Linked DNA regions of Mus musculus: region 1 is linked to region 2. The links are chromatin contacts, called in public HiChIP or PLAC-seq maps. All regions are on one chromosome and are shown on one strand. Each heading gives the region's core, a stretch centred on a gene start, on an enhancer-like site or on the middle of the called end of the contact. The rest is flanking DNA. Distances are from core to core; before and after follow the strand shown. Region 1 overlaps Rhoc (ras homolog family member C). Region 2 overlaps Lrig2 (leucine-rich repeats and immunoglobulin-like domains 2).

Evidence for each region. HiChIP or PLAC-seq counts read pairs in DNA pulled down with a chosen protein or histone mark.
Region 1: an H3K27ac HiChIP or PLAC-seq map of embryonic stem cells shows a contact between it and region 2, with 6 read pairs. The contact joins two enhancer-like sites. A contact is called at or near these places in 2 of 39 promoter capture datasets (cranial neural crest and hippocampal neurons), 4 of 115 datasets of contacts at active chromatin or transcription factors (acute myeloid leukemia, embryonic stem cells, pancreatic cancer cells and 1 more) and 2 of 9 other capture datasets (adipose tissue and liver).

The regions. Positions count from the first base shown.
Region 1 is chr3:104,793,281-104,795,997 of GRCm38.p6, forward strand. It overlaps Rhoc (ras homolog family member C), which reads left to right. Exons shown (of 5, transcript NM_007484.2): 5 at 590-1,179. The coding sequence ends at 763. It overlaps Mov10 (Mov10 RISC complex RNA helicase), which reads right to left. Exons shown (of 20, transcript NM_008619.2): 17 at 2,580-2,705; 18 at 2,414-2,502; 19 at 2,045-2,166; 20 at 1,552-1,960. The coding sequence ends at 1,869. Among named protein-coding and RNA genes, the nearest start is that of Rhoc, 5.6 kb to the left of the region's middle. Within about 2 kb of position 1,336, at least 157 of the 459 cell types and tissues checked have an H3K27ac peak or open chromatin away from gene starts, as enhancers often do. A contact at or near this core is called in embryonic stem cells, where this site is marked.
Region 2 is chr3:104,494,728-104,497,485 of GRCm38.p6, forward strand. All of the region lies in intron 2 of Lrig2 (leucine-rich repeats and immunoglobulin-like domains 2), which reads right to left. Among named protein-coding and RNA genes, the nearest start is that of Lrig2, 16 kb to the right of the region's middle. Within about 2 kb of position 1,369, at least 12 of the 459 cell types and tissues checked have an H3K27ac peak or open chromatin away from gene starts, as enhancers often do. A contact at or near this core is called in embryonic stem cells, where this site is marked.

The DNA.
Region 1 (2,717 bases), core at 86-2,585, 300 kb after region 2:
TACTCGAGGACTTGCTAAATAACTCTAGCCAGTGGACTGTTTTACTTAGGGGAAGGTAGGCTATCTTGGGAGGCTAATTAAGGCTTTAGGTGGGGGTTCAGTCTCTGTTAGTAAAAGTACTCTGGTAGCTATGTAGTATAGACGAGAACAGTCTCAGCCTGTGGGTCATGACCCCTTTGGGGCTGCATGTTAGATATCCTGCATATTAGGTATTTACATCACGATTCATAACAGTAGCAAAACTACAGTTATGAGGTAGCAACAAAAATAATTTTATAGTGGGGGGGTGTCCCCACAACATGAGGAACTGTATTAGAGGGTTGCAGCACTAGAAGGCTGAGCGCCACCAGACTAGAGAAGACGGAGTATGAAGTCAGTTGGGCAGTAGGTACTTGTTCAGGGGGGGAATGGGTGCCGTAGGGGTGAGGCTGGGCGGGGGAGGGATCAGACAGAATTCTGCAATGGCAACCTGGGTCTTATGTCCCCAGCCTGGAAACTGGCCGTGGTAGCTGGACCTAGGAATTCTGCAGGGCCAGTCTGGAGGATGCTCAGTTACCCCTTCTTTTGACCCTGTATCTTGTCTTATCAGGAGCCGGTTCGATCTGAGGAAGGCCGGGACATGGCAAACAGGATCAGTGCCTTTGGCTACCTCGAGTGCTCGGCCAAGACTAAGGAAGGGGTGCGGGAGGTATTTGAGATGGCCACTCGGGCGGGCCTACAGGTCCGGAAGAATAAGCGCCGGAGGGGCTGTCCCATTCTCTGACTTCCCCAAAGCTTCCTCAACCCTCCCACCCTTCCCTTCCCAGGGGTACAGTTACCCTCCCCCACGCCATCCTTGTAGGACTCCATGCTGCCAGTTTCTTTTTTGGTTCCTTTCTGCCCAGGACTGCATGAGTTTCCCAGCCCCAAGTGGGGGCTGCTAGGCCCTTCCTCCCTGCCTCTGGGAACCGGGCTGGTGCCCTGCCTTTCCTGAGCAGGGCTCCTCCTCCAGAAGCGGTGGTCCAGGGGGTGGGGCTCTTAGTCCCTCTGGCCTTCCCCATATTACACACCAGCACTTTATATATTTTTGGCTCACAGGAGGAGTCTAGGGTAGGGACTGGGGTTTCTGCTTTGGGTAGTAGCCTTGTTATTTGACTTAACTTGGTGGGGACATGAATAAAGGTCAAAGGTTGCACCGTGTGTGGCAGCTTCCTGTCTTTACTGGCCTACCTTGGCTGTGAGCCTGGAGTCCCATCTTTTCCTCTTCATTTCCAAGTTGCTGGCTAGGCTGGGCCCCTGTCTGCTGAGGCAGGGCTGGGGGCGGAGGCAGCAGGGGACAGGGTGGAGTCTAGTACAGGATGAGGTCATGTTTGGCAGACTGCCTGGGTGGGTGAGGGGAGTGGTCTGGACCATTGGCTAAACATAGATGCCTGTGGGTTGGTTCCCTGTCCATCGGGTTTCCTCCCCGCTAAGCAGCTATGAAGGGGCGTGGCTCTAGGCAGAAACCCTCCTGGAGGGTCATCTTGGGGGCACAGGAAGCAAGACCAGGCTGATGAGACACACGCAAGAGGCTTTTGCATAGAACAGCATTTTGTTTTTCTTAAAGCAGCTCAGGGGCAGAGTGCTTGCCTAGCATATTTGAGGCTCTGGGTTCGATCCCCAGCACTGCAAAGGAGAGGGTTTAAAAAAAAAAAAAAGCTTTCTTCCTCCCCCTTCCTCCGAGTTTTAGCAGCTTGGGTTGTCTTCCCTAGCAGAGGAAGGGGCGGAATGGTCTGGGCTGTAAACTTCCCGGCCTTCCCATCTCTTGCAGGGACAGGAGAGCTGGGTTCTGGGTCAGGGATAGGCAGCAATAAGGCTTGGCTGGTGTGAGAAGGCGGGCGGCTGTGGCCTCAGAGCTCATTTCTCCACTCTGGCTCCACTTGTAAGGGCAGGCCCCCTTCACCCTCCCGCTCCTGGGGGAGATTCTGGTGACGGCGGGGCCCTGGGAGAAAAAAAAGAGACATCCTTGGTTATCCTGCCGGCTTCCCACACTTCACCTCCCTGGCCCAGCAGGGCCCATCCATACCTGAGGTAGAGGGGCTGAGTTTGCTCAGACCTTGGAGCAAGTCCTGTCCCTGCTGCAGGTCCAGTTTGGCAGGAAAGGGGCACCCGGTATATCCCCCGTTTTCTTTACAGAACTCCAGGAACCTGTGGGGTTCAGAACATCGGCATGCATGGGGAACTGCCAAGGAGCCGAGTCTGGCGGCCTCTGCTCGGCACTGTCACATCTGAGGCAGAGTTGCTCCACCTCACTTATTAATACAGGGTGGGCATTGTTAACACCAACAGCTCTGAGGACTAAGGGAGAAGTAAGCCAGTGCTTGTCGAGGACAAACCTGCCCCAGGCTGGGGCTCACGGTGGCTAAGAGCAACTATGGGGGCTGGGAACACTTACGTTTTCCAGTCTGGGTCGTGGCCTAGGAGGAGGGGGTTGCCCACTACGATGAGCAAAGCCTTGGCTCGGGTCACAGCAACATTGAACCTCTGGATGGAGGAAGCGGTGATGTCATCAAAGGGACAGGCCCCATGGAAGGACTCACGCCACCCACAAGCCTACCAACCTTGGGGTTCTTAAGGAAACCGAGGTTAAAGTCTAGATCCAGCTGTACAAAGCTCTGGCTGCTTCGGACGGTGGAGATGAGGATGACGCTGCGTTCTTGGCCTTGGAACTCTTCCACAGAGCCCACCTAGAGTGCAGA
Region 2 (2,758 bases), core at 119-2,618:
TTAAAGGTTAATAATGGAAATTACCTCTTCAATTCTGGTTTTGGCTAATATCTTAATATATCCAAATTTGAAAGGGCCTATGACTGAGACTAAGTATATATAACTTTGAGAAATTCGATATTTTTAGGACTTTAAGTGTACATTTAAGTGCAGTGCCTTCAGAAACCAGTGGCATTGAACCCCCTGAAGCTTGAGTTAAGGTGGCAGCCACCCAATGTGTGTGTTGGAAACCAAACTCAGGTCCTCTACAAGAGCAGTATGTGTGCTTAAGCTGAGCTACCTCTCCAGCTCTAAGAAATTAGCAATTTTAATGTGCTGCTTCATAGTAATGATCTACCATTAAAGTCAGCATTACATACTGGATGTAGTTCTAGCATATCTGTAATCCCATTACTTCAGAGGGAAAGGAAGGAGAATGTAAGTTCAAAATCAGTCTGAAGTATATAACAGAAAGTCTGTCACAAAAACAAAAAACAAAAACAAATCAACAGCAACAAAAAAGAAAAAGAAAAATCAGTATTACAAAGGCTTGTGCCAGATATGATAACACGTGCCAGTAACCCCTGTCCTTTGACGCATGTAAGAGGATGCACAGGTCCACTGGCCAGCCTGTCCTACACAGTATGGTCTAAACCAATCTAAGCTATTTAGCAAGATACTGAGGGACTGAAGAGAGAGTTCCATGGTTAAAAGTACTGGGTGCTCTTCCAGAAGACTCAGGTTTGATTCCCAGAATCCATACAGCAACTCACAACTGTCTCTAACTGCAGTTCCATGGTATCTGACTTCCTGTGAATCCTGCATGCATGTGATGCACAGACATGCATGCAGGCAAACTACCCATACACATAAAATAATAAAAAGTTTTTTAAAGGGGGTCTGAAGAAGTGATGCAACTATGTTTTAATTTTAGAAAATTTTTAAAGGGTGGGATAGAGGTGTAGCTCAGTAGTAGGATAGTAGGGTAGTTATGAGCTGCCTCGCATGGTTGCTGGGTATGGAATTCATGTCCTCTGAAAGAGCATCAAGTGCTCTTTACCACAAAGCCATATCTCCAGCCTTCAATTCCTTCAATTTTTTTCACAGCAACTCTAGATTAAAAATTCCCAAATTCATATTGGAGAAATGGCCCAGGCAGTAAAGCTCTTGCTGTACAAACATGAGGACCGGAGTTTGGATCCCTAAAACCAATATAAAGCTGAACAGAGCAGCACACATCTGTACACCCAGTACTGAGGTGGGAAAGTGGAGCTACATGGATCCCTGATGACCAATGACCAGTCTATGTAGTACAGATTTCAAAGATGATGCTTCAAAAAATAAGGTAGAAGAGGCCAAGAAGCTAGGTCATAGGCCCTAAGGGGAAATCCACTACTATTATTCTGCTAAATAAGCATATCAATGAAACAACTCCTAATGACATATTGCTATACACATACATCAGTGTCTCTCTCAACCCTCATCAGAGAAGCTGTTTGTTGGTTTCGTTGGTTGTTGTTGTTGTTTTGTTTTGGTTTGGTTTGTTTGTTTGTTTTTCAAGACAGGGTTTCTCTGTATAGCCCTGGCTGTCTGGAATTCACTTGGTAGACCAGGCTGGCCCCTCCCGAGTGCTGGAATTAAAGGCATTCGATACCACGCCCCACAGAGAAGCTTCTTGAAGTAAATGGTAATTAACTAATCAATGTGCAGAAAGAAAGAACTTTGGAATGTTCAGCCCTAAATGCAAAATCTATACCAAACCTCTCCCATCAAGGTTCAGAGGTCTATGAAAAAGAGGAGGCAGAAAGATCCTAAGAACCAGAAGTAATGGGTAACTTCAAGGAAACAGCTGTCTTCTCAACACAACAGGGCAAATGCACATACGAACTCAGAGACTGTGACAGCAAGCACAAGACCTGCACAAGCTCAAGCCAGACAAAACCCCAAGGGGAAGTGGGCACAAAGTCCCACTTCAAGACAAAAAGCTATTTGCAATTGGTTAACTGCTAGGAGAGGAAATCTGTTTTCTTCAGTGGAGTGATACTGAGTCTATCAACCATACGCCAGGGAAGGCTCCATGCTCAGGAAGAGATAGCCAACACAAATTAGACTCCTTGTTTGCTTGCTTGCTTGTTTAGTTTTTGTTCTTTTCTATTTTATCTAATTTTATTTTATATGCACTGGAGTTTTGTTTGCCTGTATATCTGTGTGAAAGTGTCAGATCTTGGAGACAGCAGTGAGCAGCCATATGGGTGCTGGGACTTGAACCCTGGTCCTTTGGAAGAGCAGTCAACGCTCATAACCCCTGAGCCATCATCTCTCCAGCCCCTTGTTTTTGTTTTTTAAGAGAAAGAAAGAGTGCTGGATGTGGTGGCAGAGGTAGGTAGATTTTTGTGAGTTTGAGGCCAGCCTGATCCACAAAGTGAGTTCCTGTCCAGCAATGGCTACACAGTGAAACCCTTTTTCAAAAAAACAAAGACAAAAAAGAGAGAGAATGTGAAGTTGGCAATATAGGGAAGTATGTGAGGATCTGGGAGGAGTTGGAGGAAGAGAAAGAATATGATCAAAATATATGAAATTCACAAAAGAAATAAAAGCATTATTTTAAATAAGTAAAGCAGACAAGCAACTCACAAAGATACTAAATGTTAATCTCTGGACTCCACAAGAACTTACAGTGCACAGGTACACACACAGACACACAAATACACACCAAAAATATTCAAATTCATAATTAGGTTACTTTAAAGACTTTAATATTGAATGAATAAAAATAACT